2 separate regions of the Mus musculus genome follow, and region 1 is linked to region 2. The links are chromatin contacts, called in public promoter capture Hi-C maps. All regions are on one chromosome and are shown on one strand. The core of a region is the stretch at or near the end of the contact, and the rest is flanking DNA. Distances in the headings are between cores, read along the strand shown. Region 1 holds the start of Sumo3 (small ubiquitin-like modifier 3). Region 2 holds the start of Krtap10-10 (keratin associated protein 10-10).

Region 1 (4,781 bases), core at 1,322-3,821, 230 kb before region 2:
AAGGAGTCTCCTCCAAACTCGCGATCTTCCAGCCTCTGCCTCTCTGGTGTCCGTGCAGCTATGGGAGGCAACAGGACCAGGACATCCTTCACTGCAAGGAACCTTTAGAATCCATCCTTACAGGGAGTTCCTCTGAGCCAACCTTCTCTGGCTTTTTGGTACTTGAAAGCATGCTCCATTTGTAGAGCCATTTATTTAAGTCTGTAAGAAACATGAACATATTTGCTTAGTCTCGGGAAATGTCTTAGGTTGTGTCTCTTTGTTCCATTTTCTTTCCTTGAGATTCTGATACATACTTGCACTGATCCGGGATTCTGGTCAGGTGGATACACACTTGTACTGATTCAGCAGGGCCTCTGCTTCTTCCCGTCCCTCTCTTTCCCTGAGACCCCAGAGTCCCTTGATTTCCCTTGGGAAGTTCCTCAGCCAGGGCCCTCTCTTCATCTTCTCTGGATGCTGTTCTTGATCCTCAGCTGTCTCCTTGGAAGAGTGTGTGACTAGGTGTGTGTGGAACCTCAGCTTATTATGGGGTGTCTGGGTCTGCTGTATGAAGGCAGGCTGGGATGCCCCATGCAAGGCAAGCCACTCTTCTCAGGTAACCAAAGTCATGCTAAGGTCTCATCCATGCCCAAGGGGCCTCCTTACAACATTAAAAAAAAAAAGGTGTGTGTATGTGTTCTGTGTATGGGTAGGTGTGTGTGAGTGCAGTACCTATAGAGGCCAGAAGAGGGTGCCAGACGTCCTGGAGAAGGGGCGCTGAGATCCAAACTCAGGTCCTTTGGGAAAACGGAGTGTTCTGTTTACATATACACATAGACATAGACATAGACATACACATATCTTAAGAACAGGCTTTGAAATACACACGAGTGAGCATCTTCCTGTTACCGGTTGTTCACTTTGCATAATGGTAGGCTTTCAGTGTGTGAATGGGTCATCATATGGTGTGAATGGATCGCAGTGTGGCTGTTTCTTGCTGCAGCTCACGTAGGTGCCGAGTTCATCCATCCTGTGCTGCACGTGTTGTTCTCCGATCACTTGGTAACAGATGCCCTCAGCCACAGACCCTCAGGTTTGATTCTTGTATCCTATAAACTGTTAATACAACACTTTATAATGCTTGGCATCTTAGAGCTGGTGGTACACTGTGGTCTGAACACTGCCTGCCCCGAGTCACTCACAGCTAATAGTGGAGGGAAGGTGTGCTCTGATCTCCAACAACTGCTTCAGTCAGCCTGGTTTCTGGAGTCCTGTCTCCCAGTTACACAGTCTGAGCTGGACATTCCAGAGATATGTTCAGCTAAGGATGACCATGATCTGTATTTGAGGAAAATCCATACCTTGGTCTGGTCTGGGTGTGGGATGAGTTCCAAATGCGTCCTTGTGGAAGACCTTGACAAACTTCTCGAAGAAAGGTCATGTGTACAGGGGAAAGGCTAAAAAAGGTTGGCTTCACAGACACTTGGCTTAGTAGCTTTGCAGTATTACCAGGAAGTGGGGATACTTGTCTGCTGGCCCTTCCTTGGAACAGAAACATACTTCTGTCAAACAGAGCGCCACTTCTCTGGAGGCTGCTGTGTGGTCCTGGAACACGGCCAATCAACACCTTCCTGAGACGACTGTGGGTGACTGTGTCAGCCCTGACTGGCCTGATTTGCAGGTGTTAGCAGACAGACACAGAGGGCCTGTGGGCTGCATTCTAAAAACTCACGCCAAGATACAAGGAAAGGACACTCTTGACCCCTTAGCCAGGGCTCCCGATGGATCTTCCAGCTCAAGCTTCCCTTGTTTTGCTTATCTAGTTGACTCCTTGGGCATGTTATTAAACTTCTAGGCATCTTGGTGTGCTGTGTAAAATGGGTTATTAGTGTCCACAATAGCATTCCAGAAACAGCAAATGGTAGGTCAGAAGGGAAGCTTTCTGTGCCTGTCACTCTCACCCACCCAAGCCACCTAGTGGTTACTTTGGGACTACGTAAGGAGGGAGAAAGGCAGCTAGATAGTGAGAATGAAGGGGAAGAGCTTGTCCTTCTGGAGAGCCATCTTGGGAATGGCCCTTGTGGAGGCTGGTCCACCCCATCCAGGAAATCAAATGAAAAAAGATGAAATGGGAGCATGTGCTGGCTTTCTGGGCCAACAGAAGCCATCCTCTGTGTCCTCAAAGGATGCCTTTTCTAGACATGAGCCCTCCTGTGACATTCAAATTAAAGGCCAGAGGCCTGTTCCAGGAGTGTGTGGTCCATAAACCATGCCTGGTAACCTCCTTATTCGTCTTCCGGACCACCTGAAAGGGTTAGCCTGAGTTTCTTTGCCCTCTCTTACCCAAATGCAGCCTGCATATAAGAAAAAGTCCCCAAATGTGGGTGGTGAAGAGGCTACTGGTTGGGCCAAAACGTTCCTCTGGGTCCTGACCTAGCACACAGCGCCCCCACTCCTCCCGTGCCTCCCTGCGTGGACGCGCAGTCTTGCACCCACATCCGGGGTCTCTGGGCCTAGGACCTTGAGTCGCGCGTCCCCGGGGCTCTGCGCGCACCCGGGCGCCTGACCCGCCCCGTGACGCATTCGCAACCGTCCTGAATCGCGGCTGGCCAGCGCGCACCCGCGGCGCGGGGCGCGCGCCTCGTGCACGCGCCCGACCACGTGACTCCGCGCGACCAACCAGCGCGCCGGGATTTAGGGATAAAGCGCGGCCCCGCGACAGTTGCGGCGGGAGAGCGGCGGGGCAGAGAGCGTGACTCGCCCGCTCCAGTGCCACCGGTTCCCGCTGCGCTTGCCGCCGCCGTCGCTGCGCAACCATGTCGGAAGAGAAGCCCAAGGTAAGCCCGGTACGCAAGCCGCAGCAGATTCCGCGGAACGCAGGCCGGGCCGCGCGCAAAAAGGGCCCGCGGGGCCGCGCCCGAGCCTCAGCGCCCCTCCCCCACCGACCCGCGCCCCTCCCCCACCAGCATTGCACTCCGCCCCGGGCAGCGCGCTAGCCCCACCCCCGGCTGTGCCTCCCGCCACACCAAGGCTCCGCCTCCGGGGTAGCCCCGCCCCGGGTGTAGCCCCGCCCACGGCTCGAGAACCCGGAACTTGGGTGCTGGTTCTTGGTTCGCAAGGGCCTCACTCCCTGACGCGGCCATCCTTTCGCGTGCCGTGCGCACAGTTGCACGCGTGGTGCTGCGCGTGAGGCTCAGCGGGCGCTCGTGAGAGCTGCACCGGAGTAAGAGCAAGGCTGGCCGCTCCGGGCTTCCAATGTTCGCCCGGCCGCATGCCCTTCCACTCCATCGCCGTGGTCTCGGCAGTTGGTGCGTGGGAAGGCCAGGGTTGCCCATTTCAAATTGAACAGTTTTCCCACACTCACCTGCCCTGCTGGGGGCAGTTTTATCCAACGGGAGATAAACGTTGGAGCCTGGCATTCTGTGCTCTTGACTGGCCTGGAGATGACCACTGTGTTGGCTCAGGTGAGAGACCCCAGGAGCAGGGCAAGCATCTGGACTAATGCCATGGTACCATGCTCAGCAGCCGAGCCCAGAAATATCTTGCCTGCGAGGTCCTTACCTTTAATTTCAGCTCAGCCTTGGGTCCTGCCTGCACCATCCCGGATATTGAATGAGCACCTGTTCGCCCTGTGCCAAGAGTAGACAACTTACTTTATTATATTTTGTAGCTGGTAACTACAACAAGAGTTGTAACCTTTTGGTGCGGTTAGGCAGGAAGTGAATGCCTGGTGTGTACTGGAGTGGCCATGCCTTCTGCCTCGGGTTAGTGGAGACAGAGGGTTATATGTTATATTTTGGTGACGCAGCCCAGGGGCTGTTGTCCACTAGGCAGATGCTCTACCAGTGAGTTACTTACTCTCTCCACACCCCCACAGCGGCCCCCCCCCCTTTTTTTTTAGACAAGGTTCCTTTGTGGTCCAAGCTGTCCTGGAGTTTAAGACCAGGCTGACTTCAAACTCAAAAGAGATCTTCCTGTTTCTGTCTCCTGAATGTTTCCCTGTGTAGCTCATGCTGGCCTCCACCTATACCCAGGAGCTCCCGGGTGTCAGGTGTTGGCAGTCAGTGTGCTGAGTAAGCCCTCCTTCTTCTGTATTTACTTGCTAATTAGAGAACTCCAGGCCAGAGCCCAGCCAGGCATCCTTCCGTTGGAGGGAAGCAAGCCTGAGGCCTTTCACCTCTGTCTCTGTTTTTGAACACACACATCCTTTCGGGAACCGGGTTAGAAGTCAGCATCTTGGGACCTGGAGTGATTCATGCTTCTCACTAGCGGACTTTACTTTTTCTCATATTGGATGCCACCCTTTGGAGAAGGGGGCAAGCTCTGTGGACAGTGCTGCTGTGTCACTGGTGTCCTGGGAGTGAGTGGGCAGGGGAAGGGGAAGGGATGATGCCTCAAGGTGTGCCTTCAGGTTCTTGATGGAGCCTCTCTCCTGCCGAACCATTTCTCAGACTAGAAGGAGCCATGCTCCTACCTAAAGCTGTTAGGACCCAGTGCAGGGCAGGTTGCTTTCTGCACCCTGCACCCGAGCTTCCTGACACTAGTCTACCTCTCTCTCCGGGAATAAAAATGTTGCTGAGGACACCCCTGGGAAGCAGGGTGCTTCCATGGAGCATGCTCTGTGGAACCGTGGGGGAAAAGAAGGCTGGCGTGAGGACAGGGAAAAAGCTTGATCTGCAAGTAGAGCAAGGGATCTGTTTCCTAGAAATAAATGGTTCTCGAGAGCTGGAGAGACAGCTTAGCGGTTAAGAGCACTGGCTGCTCTCCAGAGGACCAGGGTTCAATTCCCAGCACCCACATGG
Region 2 (4,763 bases), core at 1,670-4,169:
AAGTCACCATTGTATATTGAAGGGCTTGTAGCTGGGCTGGTGTTTACTTTTCTCCCCTGGTAGCATGCAGAGTACCTTCCAGTACCACGGGCACTATCCAGTAGGGTGAAGGCTCTAGGTAGGCTCAACTTCTTCTCGAGATGTTCAGTGAGTTATCTAAGTGTTGTCTTCAGTAACAGGGCCTTGCCATCAGTAGCCGGTGAGCAACCAACAGCCTTGGAAATAGCGCGGGTTATTTGGGGGTTCTCATGGGGCCCCTTTGGCCAACAACTCCTCAATTAGATGTAACCCATCCCCAGCGGGTTTCATTGGTGGCAAGAGATACCCAGGCGGGGCTTGTCTCTCCCATTATTTGGTGATTCTATTTACATTTCTTGCACGTATGTATATATTTTAAGAAGCTTCAACTTTGATAGGTTTCCAGATGACTCCCCAAATGGTCCTGAGTTTTAGTTGTCCCTCCTTGTGTCCCCTGCCTTACTGTGTCTGCTTATGAATTCCCTGCTTATGAATTCTCCCGTTCTTTCCCCATCCTGTCCATCTATAACTATAGATTCTGTTTCCCCTTCTGTGGGATGCCCTTCCCTCCAGTTCCTCTCCCTATGCATAACCTCTGTGGTGATAATGGGTTTTACCCTGCTACTGAAGACTTAGCAGCTCACATCCACGCAGAAGTGGGTACATATCATACTTGTCATTTTGGATCTGGGTTACTTCATTCAGGATGATTTTTTCCTCCTATTCATCAATTTACCTGCCAATTTTGTGGTTTCATTTTTTTTAACAGCTGAGTAATATTCCATTGTGTAGATGTACCACATTTAAAAAAAAATCCATTCATCCCATGATAGACTTCTAAGCTGCTTCCAATTTGGCGCTATTATGAACAGAGCAACAGTGAACCTGGGTGAGCAAGTGTCTCTGTAGGGGGATGAAGCATCCTTTAGGCAGATGCGCAAGAGTAGTCTAGCTGGACCTTGAGGTAGATCTATTCCCAGCTCCCTGCGGAACTGCCACCCTGGTTTCCGTAGTGGCTGTACAAGTCTGCACCACACTATAAATGAGTAAGTGTTTCCCCTCCCCCCACACCCTCACCAGCATGAGCTGTCACCTGTGTTATTGATCTTGGCCATTCTGACAGGTGTAAGATGGACTCTCAAAGCCGTTTTGATTTGCGCTTCCCTGATGACTCGGGGTGTTGAACTTTTCTAAATGTTTTTCAGCCACTTGTGTTTCATCTCCTAGAGCTTCTGTTTAGATCTATACATGTTATACGTTTTAGATACTAGCCCTCTATTGCATGTGTAGCTGGTAAAATCTCTTCCTATTCTGTACCCTGCCTCTTTTTTCTGAAGGATGTGTCTGCTCACGGCGGAGCCTCTTGGTTTTGCTTATCGAGACGCCTCTATTTTGCCTTAGCTTCTGAAATGGTTTTACTGTGTGTATAGGTCTCACCCACTGCCTCTGGCCTCCTGGTATCAGGCCAAGGCTAGCCATTGCTTTTCTGAGGGTTCCCTTTGCAGTTTTCAGGATTTTCCCCTCGGTTTGGGCTCAGCTTTCTCATTGTAACACCTGGCTTGCAGATCTACCCAGTGGGCTCCATCTCATCAGCTGAACTCCCTGGGTGTGAAGATCAATGTCTTTCAATAAACCTGATAATTTTCAGCCTTTGTTTGAAATGGAACTTCTCCATCTGACTGCATGAGGTAGCAGTTAGGCCTGGTTCTGCCTCTGAGCCCCAGGCTCCCAGAAATAAGACTCAGACTCAAAATATATTTACAAATACCTTGGCCATATAGCTAGGCTCTGCTCTGATTAGATCATAACTAAAGACAACACATGTATTTTAACCTACATTCTGCCATGTGGCTGGTTACCTGTCCTCGGGTAAAATGTGTCTGTCTCCTCACATCTTCCAGGGCTCTATCCCAGAATCCTTTCTCTCGCCTGGATATCTCACGGAGGGTCCTAGCACAGCATCTCACTCCACCATCAGAACCACAGAGGTTCCAAGCCCTGTCACCCACCCAACCCAGCCAGTGCCTGATAGAGTGAGAAGCTATTTGGAGACTCTGCAGCCCAGAGTATCCCCAAGGATGTGCCTTGACCCTCAGGAATGTGGCGGAGTATAGGGACCATGGAAAGATGAGTAACCAGAACTCTGGGTGTCACCCAGGCTTGGAGCTGAGCTTAGCATGAGTAGCTCCACAGGCCAAGGCTCTAGTGAATAACTTGTCCTTGCACCATGTCTGCATCCTTTAGCAGAGTTGTGTTGAATGAAGGAACTCCCAGTGCCCATGGGGCCACAGGAGCTCTGAGGACCCGAGAACAGGAGAGGCTGCCAGAGTTCAGAGGTGGCAAAGGATGCATACACATTATGGGCACTGCTGGGGGCTCCTGAGGAGCTCAACATGGAATGTGCCAGAAAGCATCGACCTCACTGTCTCTGCTGCGATCTTTCTCACAACCTCTGTGAGCCAACCTCAGCTCCAGGCAGACTCCGGGGGGCCTGTCACGGGCATGAAGGTATCCTTGAGTTCCCACTGAGCTCCCACAGCAAGTCCTACACAACAATTTAGGAGCACATGCCCCCATCCTCAAAGCCTGGGTGCCCCCGCTCCGTCTCTGCTCGGCCAGAGAAGCTGCCTCAAGTCTAAGACTTCTGAGAGAAGAACGGTGGCTGCCACCTCGAGAATGTCACCTGGCTGCTGCCATCCCTGCCTCTTATGTAATCTGAGCATCTCAGTGCAATCTCCCCCAGGGATTAAAAAAGAGCTCCAGAGCCTCACCAGATTGCAGTATTTGTTGACAGCCACAGGCTGACTCCAAACACAATGAGGAAAAGGAAGCCAGAAGCTGAGGCACAACAAAATACAAGCAGCTCAGGAGTATAAAGGCGGCCACCAGAACACCTCACATACACACACACATTCACTCAACACACGCTCACCCTCCTCCAGCCAAACCCGCCATGGCCGCCTCCACCATGTCTGTTTGCTCTGATGCTCGCACCAACTCCTCCTGGCAGGTGGATGACTGCCCAGAGAGCTGCTGTGAGCCCTGCTGCTGTGCCCCCAGCTGCTGCCAGCCCAGCTGCTGCCAGCCCAGCTGCTGCCAGCCCAGCTGCTGCCAGCCCAGCTGCTGTGCCCCAGCCCCCTGCCTGACCCTCATCTGCACCCCAGTGAGCTGTGTGTCCAGCCCCTGCTGCCAATCTTCCTGCTGCACACCCTCATGCTGCCAGCAGTCTAGCTGCCAGCCAGCTTGCTGCACCTGCTCCCCCTGCCAGCCATCCTGCTGTGTACCTGTTTGTTGCACACCTGTCTGCTGCACACCTGTCTGCTGCACACCTGTCTGCTGTAAGCCTGTGTGCTGCACACCCATCTGCTCTGGCTCCTCCTCCTCCTGCTGCCAGCCCTCCTGCTGTGCTCCTGTGTGCTGCAAGCCCTGCTCCAGCCTGTCCCTGCTGTGTCGCCCTGTGTGCAGACCTGCCTGCTGTGTGCCCACCTCCTCCTGCTGTGCCTCCTCCTGCCAGCCCAACTGCTGCCGCCCAGCCTCCTGTGTATCCCTGCTGTGCCGCCCTGCCTGCTCCAAACAGGCCTGCTGTGGCCAGAAGTCCAGCTGCTGAGGGACTGTCCCATGCTTTAGAATTCCCCAGGTGCAGGTCTGATACCCTCAGAGTCAGGCAAGCGGGCCTGTTCCCACAACTGGGTTCAGCCTCATACCCATGTTTCCCTGCTCAGCTCCGAGTTTCCCACACTCCTTTTTGTCAGGTCTGATGGTGGCTACTATCCTGTGATCAGCTGACAAGCTGTGAGTCCTGCAAACCTTCTGAGGCCTCACCAGAATATCTGGCCACCCATGGGAAAAGGCTTCACGTGGTATGAGTTACTTCCTCTGGGACCCTGTCCTTAAGCTGCATCCAATGTTGCCTTTCCACTGGCTATTTGGTTCTCCTCTCTGTGTGTGACCAGCTCTTCTGAAGTAGTCCCTACCCAACAGACTTCAGGGAGACACTTTCTGGGCTACTAGACAGTTGCCACAGTTAGGCCGGCCAGGCTCTGCTGAGGCCTGACACCCTGCTCTGTGTTCCTGTCCCCCTGTGCAGACCTCAGAGCTAAGTTGACCTTGGGTCTCCTCCTCTGTGACTTCCCTCATCCACTCAGCACCCTTCCCTGTCCTCACCGCCCTCTACTCAGTATCTTGTGAAATAAAACGAGATTCTCAGAAGAACTTGTGGCACTGGTCTGGTTCTGTAAGCTTCTGCATCTATTCGCTTTCCAATTTGATCGGTCACTTCTACATTGGCCATTTCTGGGACTCAATTCTGTTTCTAGAAGTTTCTACCTGTTCTCATTCCTGGTGGCCTGTCTCCTGTGCACCTTGTCCTTTCTGGCTAAATCATGGTGCTGACAGCGCAGGTGGAGACCTCGGATGAAGTGCTGGAAGCACAGGGGCCGTAGCCACCTTTGTTAGATTTGCTACTGGCCCCCTCGCAGCACCCAGAACACACGAGGTTGGGGGCTAGTGAGATTGTCAGTGGGCTACTGAGGTCATCACGGGGCTGCGGCACTCAGGAAGAGGCTGCCAACTGGAGATTGATTCCCAGATCCTACAAGATAGCAAGAGAGAACCGACTTCAGCCAGTTGTCTTCTGACATCCACAGGTACACAACACACACACACATTCACACTCACACTTACAAATACTTATCCACACAACAAAATCACACACAGACTCACACACACACACACAAACACTTATA

What was found. Promoter capture Hi-C pulls out the DNA fragments that hold promoters and counts their contacts.
Region 1: a promoter capture Hi-C map of liver shows a contact between it and region 2, with 3 times the contacts expected there. The contact joins the promoter of Sumo3 here to the promoter of Krtap10-10 in region 2. A contact is called at or near these places in 4 of 39 promoter capture datasets (hippocampal neurons, liver, pre-B cells and 1 more).

The regions. Positions count from the first base shown.
Region 1 is chr10:77,603,526-77,608,306 of GRCm38.p6, forward strand. It overlaps Sumo3 (small ubiquitin-like modifier 3), which reads left to right and starts at 2,572. Exons shown (of 4, transcript NM_019929.4): 1 at 2,572-2,816. The coding sequence starts at 2,796.
Region 2 is chr10:77,833,028-77,837,790 of GRCm38.p6, forward strand. Krtap10-10 (keratin associated protein 10-10) reads left to right here and starts at 2,920. Exons shown (of 1, transcript NM_001024709.3): 1 at 2,920-4,224. The coding sequence starts at 2,972. The coding sequence ends at 3,625. All of the region lies in intron 2 of Tspear (thrombospondin type laminin G domain and EAR repeats), which reads left to right.